Linked DNA regions of Gossypium hirsutum: region 1 is linked to region 2. Evidence: chromatin contacts called from public Hi-C data. All regions are on one chromosome and are shown on one strand. Each heading gives the region's core, a stretch centred on a gene start, on an enhancer-like site or on the middle of the called end of the contact. The rest is flanking DNA. Distances are from core to core; before and after follow the strand shown. Region 1 holds the start of LOC107911002 (DNA ligase 6). Region 2 holds the start of LOC107892002 (leucine-rich repeat extensin-like protein 3).

The links. A called contact is a pair of places that touch in the nucleus more often than the background predicts.
Region 1: a Hi-C map of leaf shows a contact between it and region 2, with 2.8 times the contacts expected there. The contact joins the promoter of LOC107911002 here to the promoter of LOC107892002 in region 2. A contact is called at or near these places in 2 of 34 Hi-C or Micro-C datasets (both in leaf).

The regions. Positions count from the first base shown.
Region 1 is chrA11:21,378,307-21,381,224 of Gossypium_hirsutum_v2.1, forward strand. LOC107911002 (DNA ligase 6) reads left to right here and starts at 1,410. Exons shown (of 3, transcript XM_041081338.1): 1 at 1,410-2,918. The coding sequence starts at 1,637. LOC107912700 (protein CROWDED NUCLEI 1) reads left to right here. Exons shown (of 8, transcript XM_016841003.2): 8 at 231-800. The coding sequence ends at 494.
Region 2 is chrA11:21,139,504-21,142,299 of Gossypium_hirsutum_v2.1, forward strand. It overlaps LOC107892002 (leucine-rich repeat extensin-like protein 3), which reads left to right and starts at 1,472. Exons shown (of 2, transcript XM_016816955.2): 1 at 1,472-1,880; 2 at 1,958-2,796. The coding sequence starts at 1,703.

The DNA of each region.
Region 1 (2,918 bases), core at 160-2,659, 240 kb after region 2:
TTTGACTCGTTAGTTGAGTAAATTATCTATGCATGGCATGGTCTTCGTTGGTTTTCTGTTCTGAACAGTCGATGACATGATTTCATGATATCATCATAAATATTAATGATACAAGGCTCATGTTCTAAAGTTGAACTTCACCATTTCAGATTTTGATGATTTATAAAACTCGTCTTAATGATTTTCACTATGTTTAAATAATCTTGTTTTATATATCTTTTATGTTGCAGGGTGAGACAGGTCCAGACACCAAAGATGGTAATGCTGGTGCAACCAAAACATTTGATGCCAACATGGCATTAAGTGAGGTGGTGAATGGCACACCTCAAGGGGTTGGCGAGTACGGTGATGGAAATGACTACCAGAGTGAATCACACAGCGAAGGGCATAAAGATGAGGATGAGGACGAGAATGATGAAGAGGAGGAGAATAATTTGGAGCACCCTGGTGAAGTATCGATAGGAAAGAAGCTGTGGAGTTTTCTGACCACATAATGATGCAAATCATATATTGTAATTTGCCAAAGTCCGAGCCCAGTTGTGCAGGTTTCCTCGTAGGAACAGCTAGTGTGTATTAAAATATAAATGTAATTATTCGCCAGAAATTAATTCAGGTGGTGGTTTGGGGGGGGGGGTGTAGGGTTTTCCTTTTGATTCTTTTGCAAGACGGTCCTAGATTAGATAGCTAGATACATGATTTATTTGTTGTAGAAATGAGTAGTGGACTGTACGGCTTCCAAGACCAAATTGTTTGTATCCGATAATACTTGTGTATTTCTAATCTTTTCTGGAATTATTGTTCGACTTTTGTCATCAAAATTTGTCTGTCCGTTTTACCCGTTCAGAAGAGTCAAACTGAAGATCGAATTTTTTATTTTAATATTTGATTTCAAGTAAATTTCTCATGATATGTTGTTCTTCTTGATCATGTCGCCCTCAAGGCAAGGCTACAACGTGCTTTTAACATCACTTCTGAAAAGTAAGATCACATTATTTATTCACTAATTATTCTATTTATATTTTTATTTAAGCTCTTGTGGCATTGATTCTAGTACTAATTTAGATAAAAAAATTTACAAAAATATTCTTTTATAATTAAAATAAAATATATTATTCAAAACTATTTTAATTTTTTATTTAAAAAGATAATAAAAATATTTATGGAGTTGAATTTGAATTTTTATATATTTTAATTTTATTATACATAATTTATATGTTTTAAATTTTTTTGATATAATATTTAAAATATATTATAATTTTAATCTATAAATAAGATTATAATGTGTTTCAATACAACCGTTCTATACCTTCCTATATTTACATTAATTTTACATTAATATTCGAATCAATCAATACAAGTAATATATGATTTTTAGTTTTATTAGTATACAAATGTTCTCTTTCAAGTTTATCTTATTTATTTCCTACGATTCACTCTCAATAATTTGGAGGAAAAATAACAAAATGATAACAACAAAAAAACTATCGCTTTGGCGCCAGTGAGCCTCCGCCACTTGCAAGTGGCAACCGCAACACCTCCCAAATCGGCATCGCAAAAAATTTCCAAATCCATTTAAAAGAAAAATGCCCCCTTTTCTCCTATAATTGACCCCACACCACCCTACGACACACCGCCGATGTCCGCTCAATCAGCGGCCACAGCCACCGCCAATGAGAGAGTCAAAACCTTGACCCTAGACTCCACCCAACTCTACCTCACTGCCCTAAACTCCACCACTTCCACGCTTTCTTTTCCCCCAATTCCCTCCTCTTTCCCTCCCTCCAATTTCATCCCCCACACTCGCTTCCTCATCGATTCCTTCCGCCACCCCTTCACAGCTTTCTCCGCCTCTTACTTCCTCTCCCACTTCCACTCCGATCAGTATTTCGGCCTCTGTCCCTCCTGGTCAAAAGGCATCATCTTTTGTTCCCACCTCACTTCCCTCCTTCTCATCCAAACCCTTAAAATCCCACCCCGTTTCGTCTTCGCTTTGCCTTTGAACGACCCCGTTTTAGTAGATGGCTGCGAGGTCATTCTCATCGACGCCAATCATTGCCCTGGGTCAGTCCAGTTATTATTCAAAGTTCCCACTAAAAATGGGATCTTTGAAAGGTATGTTCACACAGGCGATTTTCGTTACTGCAATTCGATGAAGTTGAATAGTTATTTGATTGGATTTGTTGGTTGTGATGCCATATTTTTAGATACTACATACTGTGATCCGAAATGTATATTTCCTTCTCAAGAAGAATCGATTGATTATGTGGTTAGTGTGGTAGATAGGATAGGAAAGGAATTTGGGAAAAGGAGGGTTTTGTTTCTTATTGCTACTTATGTTGCTGGGAAAGAGAAGATTTTGGTTGAGGTTGCACGGAGATGTAAGACCAAGATATGTGTTGATGGGAGGAAAATGGAGATTTTGCGTGTTCTGGGGTATGGGGATGGTGAAGTTTTTACTGAAGATGAGAGTGAGAGTGATGTTCACGTTGTTGGTTGGAGTGTATTAGGTGAAACTTGGCCGTACTTTAGGCCGAATTTTGTGATAATGGAAGAGGTTATGGTGGAAAGAGGGTATGAGAAGGTTGTCGGATTTGTGCCGACTGGGTGGACTTATGAAGTCAAGCGGAATAAATTTGCAGTGCAAACTAAGGATACATTTGAGATACATCTAGTCCCTTGTCTTGAGCATTCTAATTATGACGAGCTTAAAGAATATGTGAAGTTTTTGAAACCAAAGAAGGTTATTCCTACAGTTGCTATGGACTTTGAGAAGCTTGAAAGTAAACATGCTGATAAACTGAGAAAGCACTTTGATGGGCTGATTGATGAAATGGACAATAAGGAGGACTTGCTGATGGGTTTTCATCGTGGCAACTGTGAAACTGTAGAAAAAGTTGAAAGGGATGCTAATGAGGAAA
Region 2 (2,796 bases), core at 222-2,721:
GAAAACAGAGGGAGAAGCAGAAGAGAATGGAAAAAAAAAGAAAAAGAAAAGGAAAGTTCAAAGAACATAAAAGAAAAAAATTAAATTACTTGAAATGAAAAAATATGAGGACCAATTGTAGAATTTAACCTAAATTTTTTGTTTAAAATGATTATTTAACATGCCACGTCAGCTTACTATTACACCGTTAATGGCAATTAACGGCTCAATGACTAAAATGCTACAACACGATAACGTAAATGACTAAAATGTAACGTTTCAAATATAAATGACTAAAATGTAACTTGAAACAATCAGAAGTGAATATTTTAACAGTTTATCATTTTAATAATAACAGTAAACACTATCAATATTTTTAAAAACACTTTTTTTTCACACAACTTTACAATATTAATGGTAAACTAGCAGTGAAAGAGTAAAGTATAAGAGCCCAAAAGGCCCAAAGCAAAATGTCCCCTCATTGAAACGTTAGAGGTTAAGCTACAGCAGTATTGGGAATGGAGAAATACAGAGCTGGGCTACAAAAGTATGAAGGCCCAGGTTGGCTATAAATGAAAATATGACCGTCTTCTAAAACAGAATTTTTCCTATCAACTCCACGTCTCTTTCCATCGACTTAAATACCAGAATAACAATTACGAGCTTTATAATTCATTGTTTACATCCTTGCAGGGCTAAGTCTCCAGATAACCAATAACACCTCCCACTCCTAAAAGCTGTCATTCTCCTCCATGCATTTTCTTAAAAAAGTTAAACAGGAGAGTGATTTGGCAAAAGAGGTGAGCTTGTGAATGGTGTGGGAAGTATGTAATGACCATACCACACTTTATTATTTGCACAAGCAAATCAAAGTTAAGCTTTACATCATAATAATGACATGAGGACTTTGGAATGGAAGAAACAAGACGGTGAATACTAACCAAAAATCTATCATCTCCCATTTACGATACCATTTAATTTCTTTTATAAAAACAATGATTCTGAGACATAATTGTTGACTTGAATGGAATGTCTCGCAACTCTTTTTTTGTTCCTATCAGTTTCTGGCAAAGCATGGGATCATAGTATCCATATAATTACAATATATTTATAGGATACTACTTCTAGAGCTTACCTTGTCTTGTAAGAAACAAGACAAGAGTGAATATGTTTCTGTTTCTGATACCCGTGAAGGAAAAATGCAAGTTTTACTCAAATCCGCTGCTCTTAATCTTAAATTATTTCTTTCCGAACAATCTGAGTCTTGAATGTAAAATCTGAAAGGAATCAATTATTATGATGTCCTACAACTCACATGCACAGTTTGGCAAAATAACATTGAAAAACATCTGATCTAAGACTTTTGGCAAATGATTAAATTAGTTAATTTATTTTAAAAGTATTACAACTTTCATTTTCGAGTTTGACAACAATTTTTGTCATGGCATGAGAGTACTGAGAGTGAGGCCACGTGAAATAATCCTCTTGTGGCCGTTTTAAAGGTCTCGTGAACCAACAGGGACCCCTGTTCATCCCAAAATGAATAAAATATTTTGGTTTAACTTATCACATTTTTAATCTTAATATCCCAATTATGATCTCCTTTATTTTATTTTTAAATAAAGAAGAAAATAGAAGTAGAGGGGGAGTTATTTATAAACACCATATCCTTGAAATAATTGTTATCGACAAACTTCCTAGAAAATAAAAAGAGACTTGAAAAATGTGTTGGTTTTCCCTTATAATAATATTGTCGAGTTCCATAGTTATAGATTTGTCAGAGGGTAGCCATGCCCATCATCATCATCATCGGAAGAAATCTGCAGTTGTTGTTGGAAGTGTGTACTGTGATACTACATGTTCCCAAGAGGAGTTCTCTAGGACCAGCCATTCCATTTCAGGTTTAATTCCATTGCCAAACTTGTATAAGGCTTCCATCTCCATCAGTTAGTCTGAATTGGGGTGGTTTTGTGTGCAGGTGCATCAGTTGCAGTGGAATGTAAAGAAGGGACTTCAAGGCCAGGTTTCGTGCAGGAAGTGAAAACCAATGAGCATGGTGAATTCGAACTTCGATTGCCTTTCTCAGTTAGTAGAAGGGTGAAGAAAATCAATGGATGTTCAGTGAAATTGATTAAAAGCAGTGAACCAGATTGTAATGTGGTGGCCTCAATACCAGCTTCGTCTGCACTCCGTCTGGTGTCGGGGAAGCATGGAACTCGTGTGTTTTCAGCTGGGACTTTCAGCTTCAAGCCTCTAAAACAACCAAACCTGTGTAGAACAAAACCAAAAGAAGCAAATGGAGAAAAGGCTGTCCTTGGCCACCCTGAATCATTCTTTTTCCCTCCTCCCCTGTTTCCTCCGAACCCCTTTCAGCCTCCTCCGTTGCTTCCTCCCATACTGCCACCACCAGCTCCACTTATTCCAAACCCATTTCAGCCTCCTCCAGCTCCACTTATTCCAAACCCCTTTCAGCCTCCTCCAGCTCCTCTTATTCCAAACCCTTTTCAGCCTCCTCCAGCCCCACCGGCTCCACTTATTCCAAACCCTTTTCAGCCTCCTCCCGCACCACCGGCTCCACTTATTCCAAACCCTTTCCAGCCTCCTCCCGCACCTCCAGCTCCATTTATCCCAAACCCCTTCCAGCCTCCTTCGGCACCTCCAGCACCTCCAGCACCATGGTTTCATCTTCCACCGATTCCAGGACTAACTCCACCACCATCGCCACCACCTCCACCTCCACCAACCTTCCCGTTTCCTCTTCCCCCATTCCATTTCCCACCTATACCGCCTTTCCCTGGTATCCCCCCTGCCTCTGCC